Linked DNA regions of Rattus norvegicus: region 2 is linked to region 1. A link is a contact called in public Hi-C data. All regions are on one chromosome and are shown on one strand. The core of a region is the stretch at or near the end of the contact, and the rest is flanking DNA. Distances in the headings are between cores, read along the strand shown. Region 1 has its middle 20 kb from the start of Dusp23. Region 2 has its middle 19 kb from the start of Apcs.

What was found. Hi-C and Micro-C count contacts between places; a contact is called where the count stands out from the background.
Region 2: a contact with region 1 is called in a Hi-C map of liver, with 2.5 times the contacts expected there. The contact joins two enhancer-like sites. A contact is called at or near these places in 2 of 12 Hi-C or Micro-C datasets (both in liver).

What each region holds. Positions count from the first base shown.
Region 1 is chr13:87,648,924-87,655,270 of GRCr8, forward strand. No RefSeq gene overlaps it. Among named protein-coding and RNA genes, the nearest start is that of Dusp23, 20 kb to the left of the region's middle. Within about 2 kb of position 2,613, at least 4 of the 93 cell types and tissues checked have an H3K27ac peak or open chromatin away from gene starts, as enhancers often do. A contact at or near this core is called in liver, where this site is marked.
Region 2 is chr13:87,921,963-87,928,309 of GRCr8, forward strand. No RefSeq gene overlaps it. Among named protein-coding and RNA genes, the nearest start is that of Apcs, 19 kb to the left of the region's middle. Within about 2 kb of position 2,534, at least 1 of the 93 cell types and tissues checked has an H3K27ac peak or open chromatin away from gene starts, as enhancers often do. A contact at or near this core is called in liver, where this site is marked.

The DNA.
Region 1 (6,347 bases), core at 1,363-3,862:
GAAGCGGGCTGGCCAGCTGTTTGGGGCTTGTCTAGGAGACTCCCTTCTTCTTAAGGGAGGTGAACCTACCGCTTGCTTGGTTGATTCTTAAGAAGTGTGGGCTCTCCCTCACCAACAATATGGAGTATTCTTGTCCAGTTTTTAGTTAGATGTCTCTCCTGCCTCGTACCTACTGAAGCTCAGTGAGGGGTGGGGAAGCAGTTCTGATGGACAGCTGAAGGATGATGTTGTTGGTTCATCACTGTTAATCTGCATTGCCCTGGAGAGCCTGGCAACGGAGAGAGATGTTTCCTACTTGTGGTCCCCAACATGACAGAACCAAGCGTGTGTATCCATGAAATCGGCTGTTGAAACAGAATGGGTTTCAGAAATTTTTTTATTAAGACATTTTAAAATTAATCTAAATTTAAGTTACAGTTAATTAATTGTAACTAGTTAACTTTAATTAACCTAAAGTCAAATTACAATTAATGAAATCCAATTTAAATACCCAATTATGCCAGTAGATACCATATTTGACAGCATCACTCTAGACATTTTATGTTTTGTGCCTAGATTACGTTAGGATATCCCTTAATTTGGTTTTCAAAAGAGTCACATGTTGTTTTGAATTCTAAAGTCTTGGGTTTTACTTTTATTGACACAGGGTGTCACTGTGTAACCCAGGCTGGTTTTCAGCCTTCATTGTCTGAGGGTCATAGGCACAGGCTACCATTGCTGTCAAGAATAGTATTTTATTGACATGCCAGTGCTTACTTTCTCATTTTTGGTAGCTTTAAAACATGTCCTCACACTCTTAGACATTCCTCCACAGAGTGTCTGAAGAACAATTAGACTTCCCTTGAATAGAAGCTGGTCTTGGTTGTTTTGTTTCTAGCAAGTAGCATGTGACAGAGGTGATGGAATGGCTTGGGAGGTTAACTCAGAAAGGTCGATGAAGCTTCCCTGACACCCACCCTCTCAAGCTAAGCACCCTTATGAGGATTCTGGCTCTTCTGAGGCTATCACGGCGACACAGTTATTTGGAGAGGTTACTCAGCGGTATTGGGGGTGGGAGGTCTCCCTGTTGTAGCCTCTGGCTGTTTGAGCTTTTTCAAGTCAAGCTTCAAGTTATATTAGGCATAGACATTGTCCAATTGAGGCTTCCCAACAGACCCCGAGAGCGAACTGCTTAGCCGAGTCCAGTGAGGTGACCTAACATACTTGGTATTATTATATGCCACCATTTTGAGGCTATTGTGAAGTGACAGCCAGATCCCGTGTGAAAGAACTGTTCAGGACACGGATCTATGAAGCCCAGGAACGTTCATCTCTGTTTGGTGTGTGGTTTTTATTTTCTGAGAAAAGGTCTTGCTGTGTAGTCTTGGCTGTCCTAGTACTCTCTATACAGTCCCAACTGGCCTTGAACTGGAAACAATTCTACTTCAGTCTCCTGAGTGCTGGTTTTCTTGGCCTGAGCTACCACCCTAGGTTCCTTGGATAGCTTTGAGGGTCAAGTGCATCACATCAACTTACGTTGGATATCAGGAAGTGCTGATCACCTCACGCTGTTTTAGAAAACGAATTAAAAGTTTCATTTTTGTGATGGCCTTGCCATCTTTCCTAGGTTAGTCTGGGAGTCCTGCTCTGGTGCCCTTCCCTAGCCTCCTTAATGCTGATGTTACAGATGTGAGCTACCACACACAGTGTCCTTTTGTGTTAATACCTTTTCTGTGTAGCTGTTTGCAAGCTCAGAGCTGAATTAACCAGTCAGTTTTGTAAGAAAATAAGATGAAAAAAAATCACCTATGTGGTTCCTCTGTCTTATCTTATTCTTCCTTTGGCATTCTTTAAAAACAGAAGCCTCACCTCAGTGGGTAAGTGTTAAGCCACTTCGGAGGATGAGGACCTGTCGTGTGTGTGTGTGTGTGTGTGTGTGTGTGTGTGTGTGTGTGTGCCTTTATTAAGCCAGTATGTGGTGTGAGGTCATCTAGTGGGGCTGACTATGGAGCTGGGAGGCTCACCAGTGGCCTTTTCCATAAGAGGAGAGCTTCAAAGCAACTTTCCAGGTGAACAGAGGTAAGGAGCAGCAAGATCTCAGGCCTGGTGAAGTTCATGCCCATGCCTTCAGCTCACTGCGGTCCTCCAGTAGGGGGCAGCCCTGAGCCTAGTCATTTGGGGATGGGATGGAAGTGGAAAGGCTGACAAGGTTCAGCTGAGGGCTGGACCTTTCAGATTATTAGTGGTGTCATAGAAGGAGTGTTTAAGCATTGGGCAATGCATATCCTAAAGCGGGTACATATTAAGCTTTGTGATTTTCTTCCCTGACAATAGAGATGGTTTACTGCTGGGAGAATCCTGTAGGCTTTGGGTGATACGTCAGTGGTACGTGGCTCACATAGAGTACAATAAAGTGAGCTTACACCGTGCAGACACTCGGAAAGAAGGCGAGGTGAGGGGAGGAGTTCTGAGTAGCAGTGAATTCAATCCTGGGAATTTTCGGCACCATGGCATTTGGTGGGGAAGATATTTTGGGCAGTGGGGATTGCGGTGTGTCTCCAGTTACACCATTTGAGTAGTTGCTTACTCTTCTGTTTGTGGGTCCAGGCTTGTCTGTCTGGGGGCATGTGATCTGCAGGTGTGGATAGGAAGGTCAGAGGGGGGAGGGGATTGAGCAAGAGGCTGACGTGGGTGGGAGGGAGAGAGGGACGAAAGCTTTCACAGGGCTGACTGCTCAGGAAACTTAACACCTGGAAGTCCATCCTAAAGTAACTGTTCAAAACCTTTCATTAATAAATAGCTTTTCACCTTTGGTACGCAGGAGAAAATTCTGGAAGGGGGTTCGTAACACTGCACCAGCACTGTAGCCAGGCATGTCAGGACACATCTGAGGAACTCACAGGCACGCTCAGCTTCTTTTAGCCTTTTCCTACAGCTTCCTTACAACCACAGAAAGCTGCTGTACTGAGGAAAAGCCCCACAACGCTTTGGGGTAGAGGTATGCCGCAGCCGGCCCACGGTTCTTTCCAGCAACTGATGGATTTGTTACCATTAGTATAAGGTAGCTCTCCAGAAATTCTGCAATTGCCTCTCGAAATAGGGAAACCTCAGGTCATGTGGGTAGGGTATTGCTAATGGGGGTGAAAACTTTTCCGGACCATTAAAACCAGTTCCTGTCACTTGCCTCTAAGTAAAAGTTTAAACAAACCTCTGTTCTGTGTTAGGAAAACCAGAATCAATACCCGATTATAGCAAAGTTCAATGTCATTCTACCTGATTCCACGGAACTCACAAAATCCACAAGGGGCGGGAGCTGAGATTGATGACTCTCAAGTGTTCAACTCAGAATCCAACTTCTTGGGCTGTTATCCATAGGCTTCCAATGACATTAATCACCAATAATCATGGTTGCTGTATTAACATTGCACAGCGCCGTACAGCTCTTAAATCATTTTCCATATACATATCATTTAATCTTTATTAAAAACCCCACAAAGTGATTATTACTCTTGTACTTTTCCAGAGGAGAAAACCGAGGCTTAGGATAACGTAAGCACATTATCCCAGATCTCAGGGGGAGTGGGTGTCAGTGGTGCGCTTGTATCAGGTCTTACTGATCTCAGTCCATTTCTGCCATTGGGGCAGAGTCCAGAGATCAGAGTCAGGATTGGGGGTGAGAGGCAGAGCATGGACTACTACACGAGGCAACATCTGGTCATCTCGGAAGGGGCTGTCCTCAGAGAAGGACAATCTTTCTCTAGCAGCAAGGTAATCAGACAGCCACCAGAGACCTTTATATCTGGAATTAGGTTCGACACCTTCGACTTTCAGATGAGGGGGCAAAGATACAGAAGTTTGCTGTCTTTCAGATTCACGAAGCTGCCCGGAGATTAGGCTGGGATTGTTGCCCAATTTTCTGCCCTTAAAATGGAATTTCGGCCACTCTACCTGGGCGCTTTTCTAGCTGTGCAGTCTGTTCTTTCGACGAGGAAGCAATGTGTTTACAGTGGAGGATGATGGGGCACGCCTTAGATAGGCGAGCTAATAATAACATTTGCTCTGATTCATCAAACACCTGTGAAACACTGCATCAGATACTCTGCGGGCATGCTCTGCAATTTTCACTGGAACTTGCAAAATCTGTATTATTATTGCGTAAAGAGATGGGGACCAGGGATGAAGAGGGACTAGCCAAGTGACACTGAGTTCGAGATTTTTTCCATTGTACAGGGTAACCTCTGCAATAATTTCTCCCTTGCCCTAGAAAAACTGAAATATCTGAGTTCTTTTTTTTTACACAGTCAAGTATCTGTTTTAGAAATCATTAAAATTCAAATCGTCTGTGTTTATTCCTAGAACTATATCTGATTAAAAAGGGAGATAAGGGAGATGATTCAGTTATTGCCTTTAAACAGAGACCTTAGAAGTCTTGATTAATAAGTATATATTTTAATTGTGAAGAAAAACCAACAGTTTTTTCTTTTAAAAAAGAACTACAAATTAAAGCCATATGTTTAAATAATTAAAAAAAAAAAACAATTAGTTTTTTCAACCTCTGTTCTTCTGGAGTGCCAGGGCTGACAGAACTGTGGCTGCTCTTTCGAATTAAACAGTCCTTCCATTCCAATAACATTTGTAGGAGAGGCAGAGTGTTCACCATTTTTATATTGCAGTTGCTCTAATATATTTGTGTATAGCTAAGAAACACACACACACACACACACACACACACACACACACACACACTTACATACACCCAGATAGTCACACACACAGATGTATACATACAAAAACACACACATACATACAGAAACACACACAGACAGACACACATGTACACACACACACAAATACACACAGATATGCACACACACAAATACACACAGACATGCACACACAGACATGCACATACACATACAGAAACACACACAAAAACAACAAAGTTGGTCGGTTCCCACCCCTCCCCCTCCACAGATTCTTAGACTCTTTTCCTGGCAGCTGTGCCCTGCCCTGAGATGATATGGCTAGCTTCCAGTTCTGGCCTCTGTTAGGCAATGTATGTAAGTAGCTTGGCATAGATCTCCTTCTACCTGGACAGCCTGGAATGGGCATGTGTAATCTGTTCTCAGAGAAGTGAAGCGAGAGTCTCTCCCAAAGTAGCAAGTGCTTTGGTTCTAAGGCGTTCATCATGGTGCCTTGTCCCTCAGTGTTTGGACTCAGTTGCTGGGATGTTGACTATCAACGGTCTCTGGTCCTTGTGGGCTTTTTGCTTCCTGACTACTGGCTTGGTTCTTAACCCACAAACTCTATCTTCATTCCTGACTGCTCAGTGGGCTTCTGAGCCTACCAGGCTTTATTCACTTTCAGTCTCTACCTGTAATTCTTAGCCTAGACCTGTTGTGTTTTTCTGCCTGGCTTCCCATGTTGCTCTGGTTGCCTCATCAGCATCATCTCTGATCCAACAGCAGGGGGGGGGATGGGGGTGGGGTTCAGTTGTATTGAGCAGTCAGGTGGACAATAGGAGTTTTGGAGACAGCCTTATATGGTCATCTGGCATCTGGCAGAATGCTCATGGATTTTCTGATCATGAAGTTAATTTTATAAGTAATAATTCAAAGTCGCTTCTACAGAAGTGTTTTATAATCAAGGAAGATAATTCTTTCCTGTTGTTGAGTTAGTTATGCCTTTATAAATTACAATAGTACTACAAAAACTCCATTGAGCTCCTACAGTGTCCTGAAATTGGGGTCATTCTACCTTTCCGAAGAATACCTGCCCTATTCTTGAGATCAAGAATATTTGATATAGCGTTTATGGGTGATAATTTCTTATGCTTCTTCTTTATACTAAAACTGAACAGAAGTCAGTTTCCTGCAGAGTCTACACTTGGGTAGTAATTTCACCAGTATGAACTCATAACTCATCTCAATAGGATATTATGAAAGGAACGTTATTTTTTCCCACACTCAGCTAATTCACCCAAATCAAGACCCTCAGTTGGAAAGGCAAATTCAGTATCTGATAACCAGTGAAACTGGCACTGTGTTCTGCACGTATGTTGAGAACATCCGATTCTGGGTGAATCTTGGCCAGCAAGCTCAAGATTAATTTCTTATCATTCCTCCAAGACATATTGTTCTATTTGCAAAGTAAGATATGGTGGGCTCTAAAGAAATAGTTTCTTCAGACCATGGCTTTTATGAATTCCCAATGAGCACTCAGGAGGCACAGGCACAGGTAGATGAATCTCTGAGTCTGAGGATAGCCTGATCTACTTACTTCCTGATTTCTAGGCTAGCCAGGGCTACAAAGTAAGGCCCCGTTTTGAAAAAAACAAAAAAAAAAACAAAAAAAACCTTTACATTAAA
Region 2 (6,347 bases), core at 1,284-3,783, 270 kb after region 1:
ACAGGCTGACACCTGTATAACATGGATCCTGTCTTCTTGTTTAGCTTCTTTAGGTCTGTGGGGTGTAGCATATGTATCCTGTTTTTGTTGTTGCTGTTGTTGTTGCTATTTTTGGCTAATAGTCACTTATAAGTGAGTATATACCATGTATGTCATTTTGAGAACTGATTTATTCCAGCCAGGATGATATTCTGAAGTTCTATTTGCCTACAAAATTGATGATGTCTATGTTTTTAGTGGCTGCATAGTATTTCATACCACATTTTCTTTATCTATTCTTCAGTTGAGGGACATCTTGGCTCTTTCTAGTTTCTGGATATTACAAATAAAGTTGCTGTGAACATAGTTGAACAAGTGTCTTTGTGGGATGATGGAGCATCTTTTGGGTATGTACCCAGGAGTAGTATAGTTGGGTCTTGAAGTAGAATGATTCCCACTCTTTTGAGAAACCACTAAATTGATTTCCAAAGTGGTTATATAATTTTGCACTCCCACTAGCAAAGGAGGAGTGTTTCCTTTGCCCAACATCTTTGCCTGCATGTGCTGTCATATGAGTTTTTGATCTCTGCTTTGATAAGGGTAAGATGGAACCCCAGAGTTGTTTTGATTTGCATTTCCTTTATGACTAAAGGCTTAGAACATTTACTTAAGTGTTTCCCAGCCATTTGAGATTACCTGTTGAACATTCTCTGTTTAGTTCTGTACCTATTTTTAAATTGAGGTAATTGGGTTGTTGGTGTCTATCTTTGTGAGTTCTTTGTATACTCTGAATATTAGTCCTCTGTCAGATGTAGGGTTGGTGATGATTCTTTCCCAATCTGTAGGCTGCTGTTTTGTCCTATTGACAGTGTCCTTTGCCTTACAAAAGCTTTTCTGTTTCATGAGGTCCTATTTATCAAGTGTTGATTTTAGAGCCTGAATCACTGGTGTTCTATTCAGGAAACTATCTCCTGTACCAATGTGTTCAAGGCTATTCCCCACTTTCTGTTCTATTAGATCTTGCGTATCCATCCAGTTTTATGTTGAGGTCCATGATCTACTTGGACTTGAATTTTCTGCAGGGTGATAAATCTATTTACATTCTTCTACATGTAGATATACAGTTAGACCAGCACCATTTGTGGAAGATGCTTTACTCTTTTTTCATTTCTATGGTTTTGGCTTCTTTATAAAAAATCAAGTGTCTAAAATTGTGTCGGTCTATTTCTGGGTCTTTGAATCTATTCCATTGATCAACATGTCTGTTTCTGTACCAATACCACGCAGTTTTTATCACTATTGCTCTGCAATACACATTGCTAGAGTTAGTTTAAGGCCAAGCAGAACATTTTAGTGAGATGTTGGGATAGCAGATTAAGTGAGTCAGATTGGAGAGGAGTTTGAGCCAGAACAGTTGAGTTTGACCAGTTAGTCAGAGTTTAGAAAGAACTAGAAATGGTGAGCTTATTCAGCAGTAAGCCTCTACATGTCAATTACAATAGGTGATTGTCAAGTCTTCATATTTTTGCTTGTTTGTTTATGTTTTGCTTAGTGACTTATCTGGAATAAAGTTAGAAATGCTACTAATCCAGTGATAGGAATCCTCTACTAACTTGTGTTCAGATATTTTTTCTGACACAGAATTTTTCTAGTGTAACCCTGGCTGTATTGGATTAGCTTTGTAGACCAGGCTGGCTTTGAACCCACAGAGCTCCACCTTCATCTGCCCACCAAGTACTAGGATTAAAGACAAGTGCCACCACCACCTAGCTTCTTGCTCAGATTTTTAAAATTGCTTTTCTTCAGACCCCTCTTCTTAGGGAATACACTCTGATTAGCATAACTCATGTTTTAAAATCAATAGTTAATTATTGACTGCATGAACTTTGAGCATATATCCAGCTCATACTTATGTGTATAGAGCAGGAGATGAGGGTGAGAAGTTCGGAGTTTGCTCTCCATTAACTGGCCTAAGGACGATTTCTGCGGTATACGAGTTGAGTGGAAACATGCGTGGCTCTTGCTCTGCTTGAATATGTCTTGTGAAGAACTGAGCTGATGGAGAAGGAATCTCCCACCTTCCCACCTGTCACTGTCACCTGCATGTGGAGTGTGGTGGGAAGGGGTGGGCACAGACCCATCTAAAATGTCAGTTCTCTGTTTCTCACAAATTTCTCCTTATTAAAGCTTTTTAGACATTTGATGAATAAATGATTGCAGGCACTCTGGCAATCTTCAGAAGCTTGGAATAATTGCCATTAATAATTTTTCACAGTTGCAGAAATGTTTGTTCCAGAGATTTTTTTTTTCTGAACTGCTTGCCTCACAAGCACTCCCTGAGCTTTTGCGTTTTGACTTGTGACTTTGCTAATGCCTCTGAGGCGGAGTAGCTTGCGTTGATAAAAGCATGTTCACTATTTAAGTGCCAGGTGCTAGGTCTAGCCTTAGATATACAGAGATAAGTTCTCTTCAGGACTTCTTGGAGAGACAGCAATCCAATTATTCTCTGTTTCCGGCCAGCCTTCTGTGGACTGTAATCAGAGAATGTTGCAATTGCAGTTCACAAAGGCTCCTGACCATCACTATGGAGATGAGGAGTGGTTGGGGGTTGGCTTTGTACAGGAGGCAACATTTGACCTGGATTTGAAAATATGAATAAAACTTGTCTTTTGACAGAGGAGGGATAGGCACTGCAGATCTCTGAAGAGAATCAGAAACTGTTTAAGAATGCGCAATATAACGGAGCACTTTACGCTACACGGAGCACATTGGACTTTCAACTTGTTAGTTTGGGGACGTTTTGAAGCAGTAGAAGCGTGTAGAGAAATGCAGGACAAGACATTAAATGACTAACGAGAGCCGTGTAAGTCATGTCACTAAGACACTGTGTTACCACTTTGAAGTTTCTTCCTCCCTCAGTTACTTCCTTGCTCAAGAACTTACTTCTAAATTATGACACAATGCTTCTACCTTTGCGTTCTTCCAGTCCCTTTTTTAAAAATCAAAATTTGTAGACAAAAGGAAAAGTGGTTGATGTAATAGTTGGTCAGGATAACCAAAGGGCCAGTGGTAAAGACATGTCTGAGACAGTGTCAATCAAATCGAGTTGTCTGCCAATAGAATTAAATGGGAGATTTCGGACCAGAAGGAACATTTTTAAGGGCCAACCGCCAAGCCAGCATTTTTCAGGAGCAGCAGAAAGAGATCAGATGGTGTGGTGGAAGGACAGGAAGAAAAAGACAAAGGATTTTTAAAAGTGATACTACTTTGTGGATACCACAGTCTCTATAAATTTGTCTCACACACTCCAACTGGCCTTCTAGTTGGATGGACCTTTGAATTTAGATGGTTTCTAAAGATGTAGTTGGTCTCAGAATTCTGCGAACTTTAAGATTTGCTTAACAGACCTGCCAGGTTTGCCTGCTGTGATCAACACCATGAACAAACGGAATTTGGATAGGAAAAGGTTTGTTTGGCTTATATTTCCATTTTACAGTTCATTATTGAGGGAAGTCAAGGCAGGAACACAAGCAGGAACCTGGAGGCAGGAACTGAAGCAGAAGCCATGGAAGAAGGCAGCTTGCTGATTTGTCTCTGGATTGCTTCAGCTACCTTTCTTTTTTTTTTCTTTTTCTTTTTTCAAGCTACCTTTTTTATATAGCCCAGGGCTACCTGCTTACAGATAGTAACACCCATCAGTGGCTGGGCCCTTGTATGTCAATCAACAATTAAGAAAATGCCTCACAGACATAAACATTGGGCAATCTAGTGGAGAAAGTTCGTACTTGAGCGTCTGTCTTTCCAGGTAATTATAAATTTATTTTAAGTGGACAAAACCTAACTTGTATATATACTTACCGTTTATCTCCTTGTGCATAATTATAGCCTACAACGGCCTATAAGTCTGTTTTAGGCATCTTTACTTTGTAAGAAGCTAAAAACAAGGCAAAAATTAAAAATTCAAGACAAACAATACAAGCATTAACTAATAGAATAGTTAAAGTAATAATGTATAAAAAAATCTCATGACAAGATCATGAGAAATTATTTTTGGCTCTTCTAAAAGACAATCATATGTTCCTGGTTGGCAAGAGGCTCTCCTCCAAGTTGTATTTCAAAGATTTTGTATCATATGGCTCTGCTATTTCCAGAGCCTCACAGTCTTGTGATGAATGCTCTGCCTGCAGGTGGAGACGAGAAAAGGGCAATGATGAAACCCTCCTCTGTTCCTTACCATGGTGGTCTGGAAGTGTCATGTGACATTTCTCTGCCCACTGCTTACTAGGGAAGAGGATGGCAAATGTAATTCTGGGAGGGAAAGCTACTTCTTAACAAATTGGTGTAGAAGTAGCCAGCCGCTTCTGACATAAAAGCTCGAGTTCTCTATTTTACTAAATAAGGTAGGTTGTGATGGTTTTATTCTTAAAATCAATGTATAAGAAACTTCTGTTCACTCCATCTTGTACCCTGTGGGATGAACATTACAGCTCAGTTTCATTCATTGCAACTTTCACTGTTATTGCTCATTGCTTTAGAAGATGCTAAAACAAGCACCTTGTTATGGGAAGTTCTGCTGGCAATGCTGAGTTATCTTGGTCAGGAGGAGGGGACTTTTTTTTTTCTTAGAGAAGAAAAGGGAAGAGAAGGAAAGGGAAGGGAAGGGAAGAGAAGGGAAGTAAGCAGAGAGAGAGAGAGAGAGAGAGAGAGAGAGAGAGAGAGAGAGAGAGAGACAGAAAGAGAGAGACCAAGTAGTAGAATTGCAAACCCAATTCAGATAGACTGACCTTCTAGAAATTAAAAATTCAAATTAAATATGGGGTAGGGTGAGATGGGAGTTTTTACAAAAAGAAGTAGACAGTCGAGGATGGGAGTTTAAATGGAACATTTTACATAAACAGAAGGACTTGTGAGCAGTTAACTTAGAAGTCAACTGGCTGTTTGAGTGTGGCCAGAGTGCCACTCTCACTCTGGACATTCTTATGTACGTGGGCATACAGTAGAGGGAAAAACAGTAAGAAATGTTGCTTCATATTTACAGCTCAAGGATCTACTCTACTTCATGCTTCGGGACAATGGCTTTCATGGTTTCAGTGAATAAATACCACAAATGCTTAAAATGGGAAATCTAACTGGATGACAGAGTTGCAGTTCTTGGAAGGGAAGAGTGGTTCCTGGAGTCTCTTATGAGAAACATAGAAGGTAGATTGAAGGGGGAAGAGTTATTTAAATTTCAAGAGAGGGCTATCTAGTAGTAAATGCAATATTTCATTGTCTCTGCATATAAGTCATTTTATTATACATTTCCAGTCTGTGAACTGGATGGTAGATATGAAGCACACAGAGTCTCACCCTAGATTGCTGCCATCCAGTTCTGTGGCTGCCATTTTCAGATGACTCATCGCCATGTTTATTTACACTTTCAGTGTCTAAGTGCTTATTAGCTCTCCTGTGATACCCGTATTGTGTATCTCATTGAATGTTTGTGATACTAAATAGACAATTATTTTCTGTAGATCTGCTGGTTTTAACCAAGACCTTGCTCCTGCTAGGTGGGTTCATTACTCATGAGTTACATACCCAGCTCTGCTCTGGAGTTTGCTCAAGACAGGTTTGCAAACAGAATGCAGAATACTTATCTGCATCATGGCAATATATAAAATGTTAGCTATCATCACCATTATTACATTGTTGATTTGCTTTCACTTTACTTTTCTATTTGCCAGTCCTAATTAAAGCAACAAAAACAACAACTTAAAAAGAGCATGAAAAAATTAGAAATGCATCAAAAGAACTCTTTTTATAACCTAAGAGTTTTTAACCTGTGAATAAATGTTAGATTTTAGTGAATGCTACTAGAAATCTATTAGATGTTCCAAAAAATGATTATAAATCCTGGAACCTGAATATCCTGAGATGCATTCATGCATCAAGGTATGATTTCTGGAATCATTTTGTTCAATAGAAAAGAAAACTAAAGAGAATGGGATACTCGAACCTCAGGATGCACAATTAGTGTCATTTGTTCAGGATAGAAATAACGTCAGCGGCACGGACACTTATGAAGGTTTAGATCTGTGTGACTAAAGCCGTGCCTGGAAAGTAAATATGTGTTCATTTGTGCAGGCTCTGGGAAGCTGAGGAAATTAGTTCTTGTTAGCTTTTTTCTTGACAAGCCTGGGCAGAGGCTGAGGCCCCGCAGAGCTTGCTTTCCACCTCACTACCTGTGGCAAAACAGTGGCTTGTGTATCAGCCAGAGTCCTGCTTCAGGAAGCAGAAACCATGTTAGTTGTTGTAAACAGAAAGACATTTAAAAGATGTAATTAAGTGTTTGCAAAACCGCAGAGGCCCCCAGGAGCAGACTATAGGCT